2 separate regions of the Zea mays genome follow, and region 2 is linked to region 1. A link is a contact called in public Hi-C data. All regions are on one chromosome and are shown on one strand. Each heading gives the region's core, a stretch centred on a gene start, on an enhancer-like site or on the middle of the called end of the contact. The rest is flanking DNA. Distances are from core to core; before and after follow the strand shown.

Region 1 (4,122 bases), core at 1,083-3,582:
CAGATCATCTCTGCATTGGCATATTTGGTACATTTTATTGATGGGTGCCAACAATATTGGTTGAGGACAGCCTGGGCTTTTGATAATGAAGTTAGTTTTTATTATATCTGTGGTAAACTGCTTAATCTACCCTTTGTTACTACTTTCAACTGTTTCTGCATGTCTATTTGATAAAAAATCATGTGCTGATTTCTACTGTACCTATTGTCACTATGATCCTTAAGGCTCATTAATTGCATGGTTTTTTAAGTTTGTAAATTAATTTGAAAAAGAATATTAGTAAAGAATAAGGGAAAACATGACAATTTTTTGTTCTTTGTAAGAATAAATCTGCAACTATTGGGAGTTAACATGCAAGGTGCCATGAAAAGCTTTGCTTGCAACTTAAACATCTGTCTGTGGCCCAGATCAATGAGTGTTTGTGATTCTTTAGGTGTGATCAGATGTGTTTGCAATTATGATTCATAAAAAGAGTACATATGATGAAACAGAGCTCAGATAGAAGACTTTGAAAGTCGTATTATCGTTGATATATAGAAAGTTGCATCATTGACATATATACTTCAACAATATGAACTGAACTGCTCAAACTTTTACTGGAACACTATGTTGCTATCATTCTAGTCAATTCTGTGTCACGAAATGTTTTCCTTCTGAAACGATTCCGAACTTATCTCTTGGTTGCAGGTGCATTAATGTTTTTTGCTTTGTTGGGACTATCGGGATGCTTCATAACCTGTTATGACCGAAGAGTACGGAACGACCTGGCTCAGCCTTGTCGAGAATTATGTCTTTGTTGCTGTCAGCCAGGGTATGTATTACTTAGCTCACTCTTCAAGACATGAAATGTACTGTCTTAAACTAAAGCTATGTCTTAACCCCGAAAAAAGCAGTGGCCAATACAGTTGCTGTGGCATAGGAAAAATGTACACAAAAGTAACATAAAGAGATCGTGTTTTTCAATCTAATTATTTGAATGGATGCTATAACTCCTTAAAGATACATATAGTTTGTTGCAGCACTTGCACAATTTTACTGGATTGGTAAAGCATGTTTTCGCTTGTGTACATGCATCTATACTGTGCTCGTCGTATATTCTCGCCAGGTCATGGTTTTCATGCCTGCACCGTTTGATCGCACCGACATGTGCTGTATTCCAGGATGTGTGCGGATTGCCACCTACCTGGCACGCTGTGCATGTGGACTGACTGCACTACCTGCTTCGAAGGCTGTGCTACCACAGCCGGCGAGTGCGGTGGTTGCTTGGGAGGGGCTGGGGAAGCCGGGCTACCGCTTCTCCTCATCATGGGGGTCATTGTGCTGGGGCTTTTCACGGTCATCGGCATATTCTACAGTGTCCTGGTCGCGACCATGGTTGGCCAGCGGATCTGGCAGCGCCACTACCACATTCTTGCCAAACGGTTGCTAACCAAGGTGAGCTCTACCGTGTATCCCCGTCAGCTGCCTCATCTACCATGGTTTTTTTTACTCATGGTTGGTGTCGGTTTCTTCCAGGAGTATGTTGTAGAGGACGTCGATGGCGAGCGCACAGACTGGTGTCCGCCGCCACTGCCCGCGGAGCACATCAGCCAGCTGAAGTCTCTGGGGCTTCTGTAATATGGAGGCTGGTGACCCTAAGCTAAGACCGGCGTGGCGTTACCCAGCTCCAGCTGTACAGGAGGGAGGCTATACTGTCAGGCATTCTGCGTTGAAATGTGTCAATATTGATACTTTTTCTCTTTTTTTTTCCCTTCTTTTTTGTACATTGTAATGGCAAAGCTTTCTCCCTGACAAAACCCAAAACTTATATCAAGTGAAACCGCCTACATTTTTACTGGACAATTCCTTTTTAGGCCTTGTTCGGCTATTCCCATTATACATGAATTGTATGATATTGGAAACAATTTAGAAGAATTTTGACTTGCTTGAGATTTAAACCCACCCAATCTCACTCAATCTACATGAATTGAGAGCTAACCGAACGTGATCAACGGCAACTGGGATTCACAGTACGAACCTCGACCTCGGGTTCTGTAACTGGGACCTTTGTAAGCCAGTGTTCTACATTTTTACTTGATTCTACATGCAGAATTGTATCAAATTGTTTCGCTGTTTGATTACTGAACGGATTCTTCCCCAAAAAAGTTTATAAAAATAAAAAGGCGTTTTAAAACTTACAAGCCCAACTGCCCAAGTTCTTTCAAGTTTCAGCTCAACTTCGGGTGCGGGCCTGTTGGGCTCAATACTTTGGGAACATCGGTCTGGTGGCCCATGTTCTACTATGAAGAGCTTCCCAGCCACCGAGGCCTAGCTAGCTCACTTCGCTCCCCTCTTTCTTCCCCACGAAACCAGAGCAAATTCCGGCGAGCCGGTGCGGTGCGGCGGAGGAGGCCGAGGGAGACGCCGGCGCGAGAAGGAGCATCAGGAGGAGGCAGCGGAGATGGATCCGGACTCGGTGAAGTCGACGCTCTCTAACCTGGCCTTCGGCAACGTCATCGCCGCCGCCGCCCGCGACCTCCAAAAGGTGACTGACTTCTCCCCTCCAATATTCCGGCGCCGCCTTACGCCGCCGGCATGCCGCAGTTCTGCCTTTGGTACCGCTACCGCCACTGGATCGCGGCGTTCGACTAGGAGGTGGCTAGCGCCCGCGCGCCGGATCTCGAGGCTGGCGCACGCGTTCGCGTGAGTTTGATCCAGACTAGCGTTCGCGGGAGTAATGGAATGGACGTGATCCAATCCAGAATCCCTTGCGTTTCAGGTGTTCGATAGAGCGATAGTGCTCGATGCCCAAGTACTTGTGAATAAACCATTTCATGGGCTTGCGCAAACAAGCTTTGTCTAGCTGGGATGTACTGGATTCTGTGTGGTGTGGAGTGTGCTTCGGGGAATAACTGAGCTTTCCTCCCTCTTGGGACCAGAGTTGTATCTGTTGTGAATATTCAATTTTTCTTTTTGAGATTCCTGGTATTCAAATTTAGTTCTCGATTTGCACAGAAGTATCTTATAAGGCCGTTTGTTTGGTTGGAATTGAATTTCATTTCAATAATTATAATTTAGACAAAACTAATTAAGTTCATATATTTATATATGTAATATATTTGTATATTATCTTAAATCATATGAGAGAGATAATTATATACTACATATATAGCGAAGCAAGTAGAAGAGTGTGCTATAATTTGTACATCGGAAAATTAGCATGTAAATCTATAGAATCAATTTCCATCTCCCATCCCATGAATTTGAGATGGACTTATATGATAACTTTGGAAAGTGGTGGAATGTCACATTCTAAAAAAATAGCCTATTGTACTAGTAAGATTCCAATTCCTCGAAATGAAAGGAAACAAACGGGACCTAAGTGAACTTCCTGAATTTAGAATGTTTAGTCTAGGGGATAGTGTGTTTATATATGAATATTGTACTTGTGACACTTTGCATTGTCTTTGGTAGTTTGTATATGATACTGGTAGTGGGTTTTTAGTTAAAGGGCTTATTTTGGCAATGAGCATGAGCTAGGAATTGGTTTTCTCATGTTCTCTTTCCTACCTTAGTTGAAAGGCAGAGTTCCTGCCATCTCTTTAAAAAAAGCATGAACTACGTATTGCTTGTGATCGGTAAAGTTTAGAACTCTTAGCTTGTTGGGGGACCATGGATTGGTGAAAAATGATTTTTTTCTATAAGCCCCTGACACACTTTGTACCCCTTTATATAGCAGACGATTGATCTATTGACTCCTGCGTGTAACACTGCATGGCTATCATGGAAAACTTCATTTATCAATTTCGTTATTTTTGACGTTTTTTGTGATTCTCTTAGTCCAGATTAATTGTTTAATTGTTGTATCATTGTTTTCCCCGTCATCTTACTGTGGTTGGCAGACTCCCCATCTTCTTCCTATCATTTTCAGTTGTTTCCTACTTTCCATTATGGGATAGAGATTCCATGTTTCTCCTTTCTCCCACCTTGAATTTCACTTCTGACGTTGTAAATGGAGCATGTTTTCTATGTGTTCCATTATGAACTTTAATTTTGTCATGATGACGTTGCTGCATATCATCTTAGGAAATGGTGGCTAAAGACAAGGCTCAATCAGCACCTGCAAGCCATGATGAAGTTGAT
Region 2 (4,143 bases), core at 31-2,530, 180 kb before region 1:
TTAGCAGGCATCTCAGAAGCAGCATTTGAACTGCCAGGCAGTGAATCTGAGCTTTCCGTGTCAGCCACCATGCCAAGAATATTGGTGCTGCATCACAAAATTGAATATTTAAGAATCAAAAGAGTTAAAAACATGTGTAGCAACAAAGGGCAACTAATCTGAGCCGCAAGGTATCACAATTTAGAACACAAATACAGTCCACATAAAAATATGGAGTTCCTTAGGATGCTGTACCATGGAAGCATCAATTGCTCACAAATCACAATACCACAACGAGCTAAACTTTTAACCTCGCTGGAAAAAGAAATATGAACAAGAAGCACCATATGTTTGATTGAGATCATGAAGTGCAGATAATTAGATAAAAAATCAACTTTATGTGTGGACTATGGACAAGGATCAAACCAGCAATAAAAAGTCTATTTGAATCTGCATCAAGAACTCAATACAATTTTCTAATCTTGCAAATAAAAATTATGTTATAACTACTGGTTGCTATATTAACCTACCAAATTAGCCAGCCTTTCAAATCCAACAACACAAGAACACTATGAACAGTCCAAGAAGTCATATCAAGCTAGCTATTCTTTCTCTTTACCTCACAACAACAGCAAAAATCTTAAACTGCACATGCTGTCATACAACCCATCAAGAAACTAAAGCCAATTTGATCCAAGTAATTATTATATTTTAGATCAAAGGCTTATCGTCCTTCTTATATTGAGAGCAAATAATGCAACTAACTATTCTCATTGGAAAATACACAAAGAATCCAATTCAGATATTTAACAGCACACAGAGCATAGATAAGATGAACAGCACTACTCCCTAACCCTACAGGCTAAAGCCCCCCCTGACCAAGAAACCATCTTCCTTCTCCCTCGCCACAGTATCTAAACCAAATTGCTCAACCTTTCGAACTACTATAGAGACACCAGCTTTCACACAGAACCCATCCGACTCTCACACCCAGACACCTCAACAAATCAGAGTCAACTTTTACCCCTCTCAACTGCACCGCAGAGAACCGAGCTTTGATCCCTACGACCACCCAAATTTAGATCAAGAAACGATCTTTGGCGCGCGGGTGCCTCGGCCTCGACGGATCTTGATCCCAGGCAGATGATCCGCGGAGGCCGGCGGGGACTGGCGGGCGGATAGAAGGTGGCCGGATGCGCTCAGGCAGGAAGTCAGGAACAAGGGACGACTGCCAGGGAAAGTGCAGAGCTAGTGCGGGGAGGGTGGGAGGCGAGCACACGCACGCAGGCGCAGCGAGCGTGTGGCGGCCACCCACCCGCACACTTGTGTGACCCAGGCGATAGCGCGGCGACACATGGCGTCGCCGACGGCCCCACCGGCACGGGAATTCCCTGGTTGACGTAGATATGGACGAGGGAAAAGCTTTGGTAGGATTGGACTGGGACAGGATGATGAACTGGCTCCGAATGGATCGGATTGGATGCGTTGGCAAATTGTCTCGCACGGACTAAATTTAGGTTAGTTTGGTTTGTAAACACTAATTTTTAGTTACTCTATTTTATTTTATTTTAGCATATAAATTGTCAAACACGGGAAGTAAAATAGAGTTTTAGTTTTTATATTTAATAATATATAAACTAAAATAAAATAAAATATAGAGACTAAAAATTAGTCCCTAAAAACCAAACACTCTTTAGTCTATATCTAGTTAAAAGTATTAAATACATTTAAATTATAAAACCAATTATGGCAAGACAAACCTACTAAACCTAATTAGTCGATTATTCGATCATTTGATTCTACAACTATAATAAACATTTGCTAATTATGGATTCATTATGTTTATGCTTAAAAAAATTCTCGTCGTTTAGCCTTCGTCTCTGTAATAAACATTTGCTAACCTTGGTCTGGTGGTACGCCGAACCACTTTACTAGAGAGGGGCTAAAGAAGATGATAGATGACTCAGGCACACCAGCTCAGTCTGGTGTGCACCGGGTCTCGTGGGTGCAACAACTATCTCAGGCTCTAATGGGCGGCACAACAACTAGCTGGCGTAGCAGACGACTCGATGGTGGACTGGACCGATCCAGCGCCATCAGGGGTGGAGCCAACCCTTTCCATCGGGGTCAGCTGACCCAACAGATTTGTAAACCAGTTAACATTTCTTAGTTGGTATCATATTTATTGCTAATTTTGACCCATAATTACATAGAGTTGACCCGACGGTATTTTGGGCCACACCATCTCAGTTTTGAAGGTGCAGTCAAGATCCTAGAGATAGTGGCTACCTTACCTGGTCTGGTGGTACATTGGACCGGTCCAATGCACCTGCGCAGAACAGATCTGTGCATGTGTTTTCCAACTACTCTTTGGGGTTTGTGGCTATAAATAGACCCCCAAACCAACCCTTTCAAGACATTAATTCACTCCAAGCATTAGTAATACACACCAAAGTGATCCAAGCACTAGTATTTGCTAGAGGGATTTCTGCTTCGACTTTGCGTTTGCATTCTTCGATCTTTTTATGTTGTGATTGTGCTGTTGTATGTGTTTTATCCTCCCTCTTGCTTCTAGTGGAGATCAAGCTCTCATCAACTTGTGTACGACTAGCAAGAGATTCTGATATATGGAGATCCTTGTGAGGAGACAAATTATAAGAGAAAACTGCGGCACTCAAGTTTTATCTTTATATCACTTGAGAAGGGTTGGGTGCAACCCTCGTCCTTTGGGACACCACAATGGGGGCATAAGTTCTTCGGAGCTGAACCTCAGTCAAACAAATTGTTGCGTCTTGAGTTTCTTATTTTTTTCTGTAATTTGTTTCTCTTCTCTCTATCTTCAAGTTCTTGCTTTATATTCACTTTTGATATTGCTCTAGTATAAATTCTACATTCAAGTTAGCAATCAAGTGAAAAAACTTTCCTCCCTCATTGAACTAACACTTAATTTGGGGTTCTAGAATTGTTTTAAGTTGCGAAATTTTAGGACTTGCCTATTCACCCCCTCTAGGAAACTATCAAGCAGCTCATTGACAATGACATTGAGCCTATGTAACATCTCCGACACACCCTCATCATCTTAGATTTTGAACTTTACCAACTTATCCTTGAATATATATAAATCTGCTTCTTTAACTGATATTGTGCCCTCATGAGAGTATTCTAGCCTCTTCCATGCATGCTTAATATCTTTGGTTTAATTAAACACCTTTGCATCAAGATTTAGATGATTGAGTTGCAAGTTCTCCCCCTTATTGGTGTTGGGTCCTTTATGTGAAGCACAAAACATCCTCTTCTTCTATGTTCCAAACCTTTTAGCTCATAGCCTTCAAATTCAAGCACATATGTTTCTTCCAATAATCATAATCATTTCCACCAAAGTGTAGTGGCTTGCCAACATGATTGATTTGAGCCATCATTATATTGTAGGTTGTTAGACCTTGAAATTGGTGGTGGTTTAGCTTTATACCACTTGTAACAACCTAGATGGTTAGAGAGGATGTATAACCTATAAAAATCTCTACAAACTTCACAAAAACTAGTGCAAGGGGATCAATAAATCAACAAATCCTAATAGACCTCTACTTGCACTAGCACTACTTTCATCTGGGCAAGCCTCCTACATAACTCTGGTAGCCTTGTTCTAATCTATGTTACACAAGCAAAAAAAACTACCAGCTAAGCTAGAGAGCTGCAACTAGCAAGAGCTACTAAAGAAAGCAGCTACACCTTGAACTAAAACTACTCTAGCTAGATACTACTACAAGAAACTACCACACTAACAAGATATGAAAGTAATTTCAAGAGTGAGTAGTGTGCAAACCAAACATGCCAAGGGGTGACACAAGATATATCCCTGAGTTTTGGTTGCTTGATAACTAGCTGGTCTGGTGAGTACCCACTAGATGGTCTGTAAGCTAACTAGCCTGACAAACTAGACACACCAGGATGCTGCAAAACCACTCAAATTGTGCACTCCAAGCATACATTGTTCTACTAAAGTTGCTCTTTGCGATCTCCGTGAGGATGAGCTTAAGAGCCCCTTACAATCACTTGACCAGAGCCAACAACAGTCACCCTGTTCAATAGTTCCTCCAACACTAGGCTAGCTAGGTGACGATGAAAGGGAAATAGGGTCAAACCTTTTCCTAAATGATTTTGGTG

Evidence for each region. Hi-C and Micro-C count contacts between places; a contact is called where the count stands out from the background.
Region 2: a contact with region 1 is called in a Hi-C map of leaf, with 5 times the contacts expected there. The contact joins the promoter of LOC100272601 here to the promoter of LOC100273012 in region 1. A contact is called at or near these places in 8 of 25 Hi-C or Micro-C datasets (ear, endosperm, leaf and 2 more).

Annotation. Positions count from the first base shown.
Region 1 is chr4:7,450,960-7,455,081 of Zm-B73-REFERENCE-NAM-5.0, reverse strand. LOC100273012 reads left to right here and starts at 2,332. Exons shown (of 8, transcript NM_001147462.1): 1 at 2,332-2,524; 2 at 4,066-4,122. The coding sequence starts at 2,441. LOC100216849 (zinc finger, C3HC4 type family protein) reads left to right here. Exons shown (of 7, transcript NM_001143241.1): 4 at 4-112; 5 at 688-811; 6 at 1,161-1,434; 7 at 1,516-1,840. The coding sequence ends at 1,617.
Region 2 is chr4:7,626,665-7,630,807 of Zm-B73-REFERENCE-NAM-5.0, reverse strand. It overlaps LOC100272601, which reads right to left and starts at 1,280. Exons shown (of 5, transcript NM_001147064.1): 1 at 1,004-1,280; 2 at 1-87. The coding sequence starts at 71.